Linked DNA regions of Mus musculus: regions 1 and 2 are each linked to region 3. The links are chromatin contacts, called in public promoter capture Hi-C maps. All regions are on one chromosome and are shown on one strand. The core of a region is the stretch at or near the end of the contact, and the rest is flanking DNA. Distances in the headings are between cores, read along the strand shown.

Region 1 (2,953 bases), core at 244-2,743, 2.9 Mb after region 3:
AGGCTGGCCTCACACACATCATGTGACCTTAAGCTTCTGATCCTCCAGCTTCTACGTCCTGAGGAATGGGATCATGGGTCCATACCACTTTGATTTATGTGGTGCAAGGGATTATACCCAGAACTTGTACCCAAAAGCAAGCACCAACTGAGCTCCATCCCAAACCACTTCAAGCTTGTCGTTAAAAACAAAACAGGTAACACTCTGTCTAGTAAATGTAATAATAAACTGTAAATCATTAAGGACCAGGGATATCATGTATTCTTAATACTTGGTATAGTGCCTTTTACAGAAGTGGGGAATAAAAAAATTACAGAATGAAAGAATAAAAATATGCAGAAACTGACATTTTAGTTACTAATAAGGGTTATCTAATATGTAATAGTGGTAATTTAATGGATTGTTCTACATTCCATTTTCAGACCAATTCTTAAGAGTAAACTGGGAGAAGAAACAGCATTTTGAACACATCCACGTACTTGAGTCACACAATTTAATTATTTACTTTATTTTGCCCTCACACATGGAGGCTAAGCAAGTGAGCTTCCACTGAGCTATACTCCTAGCCCAGTTAGTTACATTTTAAACTTTCCAGTGATAAATAAAACAGCCTGATTATTCTAGGGATACATTGTCTCTACAAATGTGCCACTTTTTGCAACTCCAACCTGTAAAACATCAGTATTTTATTTTACCAATAACAAAATGGGCTACCTGCTGAACTCACCTTCTGACCAGACTTCTTTTCCATCTACAGAAACTCCAACCACGATGCCGGGGGCACCAACCTCATCCTAAGAGAAAAGAAAGACCCTGGTGGTTCAAAAGTAGACTGACTCCGCCCACTCTGCGGTCCCGCCCACCAGGAGGGCAATGGTTCTGCTCCGATTGCCCTGGCCGTCGGAGTGCACAGGACTCTAAAGGGGAAGGGGCGGGCCCCTCCGCGACCGGTGACCTCAGCTGCTACTTGAGCAGCCCTAAGAGCGTCAGCCCGCGGCCAGGCAGTCAGAAAAACGGAAGCCGCCGCCCTGACGCCCACTGGGCCCGCACCTTGATCCGGTGTAGCAGATCGCGGCTGCTCTCGATGGCTCTGGAGAAGCCCCTGGCTGCTGGCGGCGCAGGCGTGTGCGGGCTCCCCGGGCTCAGGGCCTGCTCGTGCGATAACTCGGTAGTGCCGGACGCCTCGGGGTCCGCGGGGGACTGAATGGGGACGGCGCCCCGCAGCCCGACCACCAGCTTCGCGCCGAGAGCCAGCCCCAGCCCGAGCCCCAGGCCGCCGGCCCAACCAAGGCCCAGCACAGGCAGGCCCGGTCGCCTGTGCGCCCCGCGCCGCCCTCCGTCCCAGGCTGGGCCTGCGGTGGCCGCAGCCCGAGCTGTCACGCTTGACAGGAGCCGGTACATGTTGCCTCCGCAGAGCCGGCTGCCTCCTAGCTTGCTCCGGCTTGGCCCGCGGCGGGCGGGACGAGGGGGCGGGGCTGAGGCGGGGCTTTACAGTACCTCTCAGTCAAGGCCGGGTGGGTGAGCGACGAGCGCATCGAGCGCCTGGTCCTCGTCTCCTTTCTAGCCTTCTGGCTACTAATCCTCTTTGGTTCCACCCCTCCTTTTCTTGCTTTCTTTTCCCTCCCTCTTTTTCATATCTTTCTTCCTTCTTTTATCTTCTCCTTTTCCTCTCTCTTCTCTCCCTTTAGCTCTAACCTCCCTCTCTTGTTTTCTTTTTCTCTCGCATCCCACATTCCTCCCTCTATCCTCTTTTCTCTTTCCCTCTCTTTATTTCTGATTCTCTCCTCTTTCTCCTTCCCACTTTAGTTTCTACCTGTCCCTCAAGCCTCTCTTTTCCTTTTCTCCTCCTCATCTCTCTCCTTTTCCATGCTTCTTCTCTCTCACAACACACATGATATCCTTAGACAAGTCTCCTGTCACAGCAACACCCTCTTGCCACCTTATGCCTATGTTAACAACACTCGCCCCTTTGTTTGACTGAGATGCACAGTGGTTAAAACACTTGCCATGCAAACACAAGGACTGGAATTCAAATCCCCAGTATCCGGGTGAAAATGCCCAGTGGGCATGGCGCCTACCTGTAACGGATTGAGAAACCCAGCCTCAATCCAAAGTTAGAAGCGCAATTATAGATGGTTTCCAACATAGTCTGGGACGTTCTCAGGCAAATGCTAATATGCATGTATATACATGCACACACACAAAAGTGGGAAAAAGCAAACCTGATGTGGGTTTTTTTCATTCTTTTAGGAGAATTTTATGTCTTGACTCGCCTTCCTGCCCAGTGACAATCATTCTAGCAAACATTAATCATCGTAACTGCTCTGGAGATTGGTTGTGTTGTCTGACATCAGTTCCATGAGGAAACTGGAGTAAAGGGAGGCTAAGGGATTTGTCTAAATCTACAGAGTTGTCAGGTGATGGCCCAGAAATGTACCTTCTCAGCCTTCCTCTCTTGTCAGAGGGTTTGAAGGGTTCTACGATCAGAGGCGTGGGCGGTGAATCAGCTTCCCAGTGGTGCGATGGATGCAGCTGCAGCTAGTATTATTACATGGCCAGGGTCCACTGGGCGCTACAGCTGCCCTTCCACACCCAGTCCTGTTCTCTGAAGCAAACTCTAGCCAGGCTACTCTCAGTTCTCTTCCTGAGTAGGAAACTCTTCCACAGTTTCTCACAGCTCAAGGCTGCGTTGCTAGAGTGACCCTATCTTTCTTCAAAATACCTGCCTGAGAAAGATCAGAGTTTCCAAACGCAGTTACTGTTTGTTCCAACCACCACTGGAAAACAGAGCTCCTGTCCCCCAGTCTGTGGCAGAGGGTAGGAGCCTCACGTCATAAGTGCCAAATAGCAAAATGGGTGGATTCATGTGGACCAAAACCCTTTCTGCTTCTTGTGACTGTCCACACTCCTGATCAGCTCAAGTTGTCACCGCTCGCTCTCTCCTCCTACCCCA
Region 2 (2,928 bases), core at 37-2,536, 2.1 Mb after region 3:
CAGTGCTACTCAGGACTTCACTGGAAGCTACCAGAAGGGTTGTTGTTCCCACTTTCTGGTGGCTGACCACACATGGATGATAGGGCAGGACTTTGGACTACACCCATGACTCAGAATCTTACATCCTTAGCTCTAGGGAGGATCCCTAAGGGGGGATCTGTGCTACTTTTCTTGTTGCTGTGAGAAAGTACTCAAGGGGTGGGGGAGGCAACTCAAGAACGGGCTCACAGTTAGAAGGTATAGGGTATAGTCCATCATGGCAGCAGGAGCGTGGCGCAGCTGGGTACATTGTGCCCAGCCTCAGGAAGGGGGGGGAGGGGAAGGGGAGGGGGAGGGAGAGAGAAATATGAGGTGAATCCTGGTTCTCTGTTCACAGAGAGCCCTCTAAACTGCACAGATCTGAAAGGTCACACGCAAAGGTCTGGGATCTTCCCGGAGGCTGTCCCAGATATTGCAGCAATGGTCAGAGAAGAGCAGCCCTCACTAGCCAGTTTCTCCTCACCGATTTTTTTTTTTTAATTCCTGGACCCCAGCCCGTGGACCATTGCTGTGCACATCTAGGGCTGGTCTCACTAAAGCTCTGGAAACACAATCTAGAAATTCCTATAGGCATACCCAGAGGTTTATCTCCTGATTGTAAATCCAGTCACATTGACAGTGTTAGCTGTCACAGTGACTTAGGGCTGGAGGCTCTAGGTGGCCATCCTTAAAATGTCTCTGGTCTTGAATGGAGACCATTGAACTTCAGTTTTGTTTCCAGCCACCAACGCTACCACTGATATTTTCTCCTTCTGATAATTTGCAAAAGGAAGGGAGAATCAACTCCCAAGTCCTTCATTAAGACAGGCTTAATGGTGATACACGGACTACACTCAAGAATGGTGCCAGGGTTGGCGTGGTAATAGGCAAATATGGGCAGTCTTCAAGCTGGGCCGGGAATGAGTGGGGCACATGAGAGCTTCCTACCCTTGTGTGGAGCGAGGTCCCCAGAGAATCTGATCAGTCAGGGTGTGCGTGGGTGGGGACGAAGGGCAGAGAAATTCTGTTTTCTGGCAATTGTGCTGGGTTGTGAAGTGCGTTGATCATTAGCTTACTCAAGTTGATTCGTTCCAGGTGGCACAGCATGTGAGAGACAGGGCGGGAAGGGACGAGCATCCAAGTCCTCACCTCGGGGCGGTCCCGCGGGGGTTCCAGCAGGGGGCGCCCCGAGCTCCGGGCCGAGTGTCCGGGCGCGCCTCCAGCCGGCGCCTGGGACCGGGCTGGCCGCTCCGCCCCCTCTGCTCCTCGGCGGCTCTGCGGGCGGACGCCGGGCGCAGGGAGCAGAGCAGAGCGGAGCGCCGCGCACCCCGCCGCGCCCCGGTGCACGTCCAGCTCTCCGCACATGCAGCGCAGCCTTTCGCCGTGAGTAGCGCCCGGGCCGCGGGATTCGACGGCAGCAGTGGCTGGGGTGGTCGGGCATTGCCTGTCTAGGATATAGCCGTTCTGTGGTTTGTGCGCTGGGACGGCACCCGGAGGCCAGTCTGCAGGCTACTACTACCTCGGGGTGCCTCCTAAGCTTGACACTCTGGTCCCAGAGACGGGATGGGGATTGACGGACAGAGGCCTGACATCTGGGCAGGAGAATGGAAACAACCATGCATCAAGTTTGGCCCCCTCAAAAGTCCCCAATAGGAGAGAAACAAGCCCAGCCTCTGTGGGCTCACACCTCCTCCTCCCCGCCTCAGCCCGGGAGGTTGCTTCCTGTGAAATGAACCTCCAGTGTGGCCTAACAGCTGCGGGCAGGTGGAGGGACACTCCCTGGTTCCCTGTCATCTAAAGGTAGCTGGGGGCAGCTCTTTTGGTTTCTGACACTAGTTCCCAACTAACTGGCTTGGCATCCTAGGGGAATTTTGTTGACTAAAAGTGGCTGGTACCTTGACTGCTTCAGAGTTGGGTTCAAAGCCCTCCCTGTCTCCACCTGCCCGCCGGTTAAGTTTTTGGCATCTAAAGTCATGGTATTGATAGACCAGTAGCTGTCTTTGGAGGCTTGACTGAAGTGTCAGGAATGGGTGGGTATCTGTTGCCCCGGGACAACAAACTACCTGCTGGAGGGAATAAACCAGCCAACCCTGACAGCTTCTCTAGAGCCTTCTATTCTGTTAGATGTGGGGGGCAAACAGTCCGGCTGCCCAAAGAAGCTGAACCTTTTATTAAAAGACTGAGTTTTTCTCATGTCAACTCAGGGAGGTGGCTGACCTTCTGAGCCCCAACATCCTTATCAGGGATCATCCAAAGGGGTTCTGTGATGCTAGAGTCTCCTCCCTTCTGCTGGCACTGCTGGCAGTTTCCCCAGACCTGAGTCTGAGGATTCTTCATGTGTGTGTGTATGTGCGCACGTGTTCCAAACCACTGCCTGTCCCTGCCAAACTTGGGCACCTTCTCCTTGGAACTGTTCTCCCAGAAGCCACTGGCTTTCCAGTCCTGAGCCATCCATGGAGGAGTTGTGTGGGTATCAAGAGAAGCCCTGGGAAGTTTGATGGCCTAGCTGTGCCATGGTGGAAAGGTCCCTTTCCCTCTCTGGACCTCAGATTTCTCCTTTTGTCTAACAAGTGACTTAGACCCGATCCCAGTGGGTTCAGACTTTTGTTTCAATGTTAAGTTTTTACCCCAAACCCCAGTCCACAGCAAGGATACCGTGGGATGGGAGTGCTCTGTATCACTTCCTCAGCCTGCTGACTTCTGAGGAAGAGAGTAAACTGGAAAGGTAACTGGGAGGTCCCTTTCTGTGGGGTCCCAGGAGGTCTATGTTACCTCCTAGAGTGTTGCTTGCCATTAAGGCCATGGGTAGGAAGGAGAATTCCCAGGGCCCCCTTGGGAGGATTGTTCACATCCAGATGGGTGTCATCTTTGCAAGGTAGCCTGAGTCTCGGGTCAAAAGGCATAGTCATG
Region 3 (2,982 bases), core at 195-2,694:
GCACCTTGAAACAAAGCTGCCTGGGGTCACTTAGTCTCTACTTGGCTACCCCCAAATAGCCAAGGTTACTACATGTCTCCCATGTCTCCATGTATCAAAGTCCCCGGCAAGGTCTTCTGCCACATCATCTGAACACTCCTGATCTAATCCGATCCCAGAAGCTAAGTAGAGCCGGGCCTGGCTAGCTTGGATGGGCCACGAAGTCCCTGGGAAGAGCCGCTCTTCCTGGGGAGCTCAGTAAGAGATGTGACCCGGGGAGAAAAGAGGCAGAGTAGACGCAGTGTGAACAGGAACCTGGGCAGCCAAGGAAGTAATGCTTCACAGAGTTTCTCTGCAGAAAGGCCCCATTGGTTGCCTCCATAGCCTTCCTCGGAGCCTTCACAGCTTACATACTGAGTGTTTAAGTGCTTACACACACACACACACACACACACACACACACACACTCACATTGAAATCCCAGTGGGACACTACAGTCTTGATGGTATCTCTCTTAAAGTGAGGAAGAAAAAAAAAAACAAAACAACAACAAAAAGAAAAATGGAGCTTAGAGGATCCCAAGCAGAGAGACTGACATATATAAAGAGCATGGAATGGTTAAGAAATTCCAGGGGACACCTTAGTCTTGGTGGCAGACACTAAACAGGAAGCGGCAGTGTAGGTCGGGCGTAAAAGTCCTGAGCATGAAAGCATGCATCTGGATTTTATGAGAGAGAAGGAGTTTTTGAAGCCGTTTACTGCAGGAGCCAGCTTGTGTTCTGCCTGATCTCTCACTTCCTGTGAGTGCTTAGGTAGGAGATGATACGGGTAGGAGGCAGAAATCCTGGCCTAGAAAGCCAGGACGCAAGGTTTGAGGGCCTGGTTGAAGCTAAGCAGACACTGTATACTGTATTTCTCTTAAATTGGATTATAGTCTCTCTCTTTTTATTCTGAATTAAGCTGTAATGGAATTTTTTTGTTTGTTTTATGTCTTTCCAAGGCTGAGTCTTTTTTTGTTTGTTTGTTGTTTTGTTTTGTTTTTTCTCTGTGTAGCCCTGGCTGTCCTGGAACTCACTCTGTAGACCATGTTGGCCTCAAACTCTGCCTCCCAAGTGCTGGGATTAAAGGCGTGCGCCACCAGTGCTCCGCCCCCAAAGCTGAGTCTTAAGGGAGTGCAGTCTGGCTTCAAACTACACAGCCAACGCTGGCCTTGAACTCACAGTTCTCCACCATACCCAGTGTGGGTAAAAATCAATAAAGCGTGTGAGGCCGGTGACTAAGCCACTACAAAAGAGCAAAGGTAAAAATAATGAGAGCTGTTAATGCAGCTTCACGTGCCCGTTGTACTGTTTTGTAGTATCCGGGGGATTTCCAAGTTCACCCTCAGTTACTCCTCCTAGCAACCCGAGGAGGTGGTGTCTTACTCCCAAACTTCAGGTGAGGGTATGACTACAAAGGAGTTGAGGATCTTCCCCATGACCAGCAGGAAGGGCAGCAGGACTCCAGGGACCTTGCTCTTCACGAGGTAGCAGGTGAGCACAGCCAAAGGCAGAGAAGGCCAGCTTGGACTGGAGTGGGCGTGGCCGGAGTAAAAGGGCCAAACCAAGCGGAGCCAAGACGAGCTTAGACTCAACGGCCCCCAGCTTGAAAAGGAAAGTATCTTCCGTAGAATTGTTCTGCCGGATACAAGCTCCGGGAAGTTTAACTATTTGGTGTTTGCTTCCAAACCAAACCAAACAAACAGAAAACCCCGCGGCGCTGTGGAAAGCGCGGAGGCCAGGTGATCACCCTATTTCCGGCGGGGGAGCCGGATTGGCCCTCCTATGCAGTGCCGGATGCCATGGCAACCAGACACAAGATGACTCTCCAGAACTGGCGCCACCTCCCCTGAGGCCTTGGCCTTGCTGTCCTCCAGGGTGATTGCCTAGTCAGGAGGGGAGAGGAGCAGCCACACCTCTGCCTGCCGGGACTCTGCTCTCTCTGCCTAGTAAAATTCCGGTGCTTCCTAAATCTCACGGGCCATCAAGAGTAGCAGCCCTGAGAAGTTGGGCGAAGGGAAAAAAAAAGCAAAAAACAAAATCCAAAATACGCTCAGGGGCTATCAAGGCACTTTGAATCAAAAACTTGGTGGCGACTCCAGCCGTGTGTAATCAGCAAGCCAGGGGCTTCTCTGTCGCATGCTCTAAATGGCAAGCCTGCTCCACACAGCGATTTCCCTGATTCTGGCCCAAAGTACAACCCTCCTCTTTCTTGAGCTCAGATGTTCTCAATGGGTCCTTATTGAAGCAGAATCAAGCCCCGAGCCTCTCCAACATCCAAGGCATTTCACAACGTTACCTTCTGGGAGACTCTGCCCGTGACTCATCCAGACAGTCACCAGCTTATCTTTCCTGAAACGCGTCCTGTTTCCAGGCTTGTGTTCTTGCTGTTTCATTTGCCTGGAATTTCCAGTCTTTCCTTCTGATTCCCTTTTGACCAAGATTTGAAGTTTCCCTTCCAGGAAATCTTCTTGGAATGCTTCCAGCTTCCTGGAAGTTCCAAGTCTATCCCCTCAGCCCAGGGATGAGCACTGATAGCCGTTGGATTTTGTTATAAGCAAAATTGTGGCATCACCAAGTTCATGTTGACTGACTGGCTGGCATCTAGTACTTCAGAACTGGGCTGTACTTGGAAGTAGGGGCTGTTTAGAAGTTGTTATGGAGGCTGGGGAGGTGGCTCAGTTAGTAGTGTTTGTCTTGCCTGTACCTTGAAACTGAATTTGATCCTCAGAATACATGTAGAAGCAGACATCATCATGGTGGTACACACATGAAACTCCTCCAGTGTCAGAGGCAGAGTCAGGGAGATCCCTGTGGCTCTGTGGCCAGCAGTCCGGACAGTCAGTGAGTTCTTAGCCAGTAAGAGACTCCTGCTTTGGAAAACAAGATGAACAGAGCCCAGGGAATGAAATCCAAGTTTGCCCTCTGGCTTTCACAGGTACACACATGTGCATCCCGAAAACAC

Evidence for each region. Promoter capture Hi-C pulls out the DNA fragments that hold promoters and counts their contacts.
Region 1: a promoter capture Hi-C map of erythroid cells shows a contact between it and region 3, with 26 times the contacts expected there. The contact joins the promoter of Lactb here to the promoter of 1110036E04Rik in region 3. A contact is called at or near these places in 2 of 39 promoter capture datasets (erythroid cells and pre-B cells).
Region 2: a contact with region 3 is called in a promoter capture Hi-C map of erythroid cells, with 12 times the contacts expected there. The contact joins the promoter of Dapk2 here to the promoter of 1110036E04Rik in region 3. A contact is called at or near these places in 1 of 39 promoter capture datasets (erythroid cells) and 1 of 115 datasets of contacts at active chromatin or transcription factors (embryonic stem cells).

What each region holds. Positions count from the first base shown.
Region 1 is chr9:66,973,991-66,976,943 of GRCm38.p6, forward strand. It overlaps Lactb (lactamase, beta), which reads right to left and starts at 1,494. Exons shown (of 6, transcript NM_030717.1): 1 at 1,051-1,494; 2 at 728-794. The coding sequence starts at 1,401.
Region 2 is chr9:66,156,940-66,159,867 of GRCm38.p6, forward strand. It overlaps Dapk2 (death-associated protein kinase 2), which reads left to right and starts at 1,287. Exons shown (of 12, transcript NM_010019.3): 1 at 1,287-1,401.
Region 3 is chr9:64,048,385-64,051,366 of GRCm38.p6, forward strand. It overlaps 1110036E04Rik (RIKEN cDNA 1110036E04 gene), which reads left to right and starts at 1,445. Exons shown (of 3, transcript NR_040713.1): 1 at 1,445-1,511.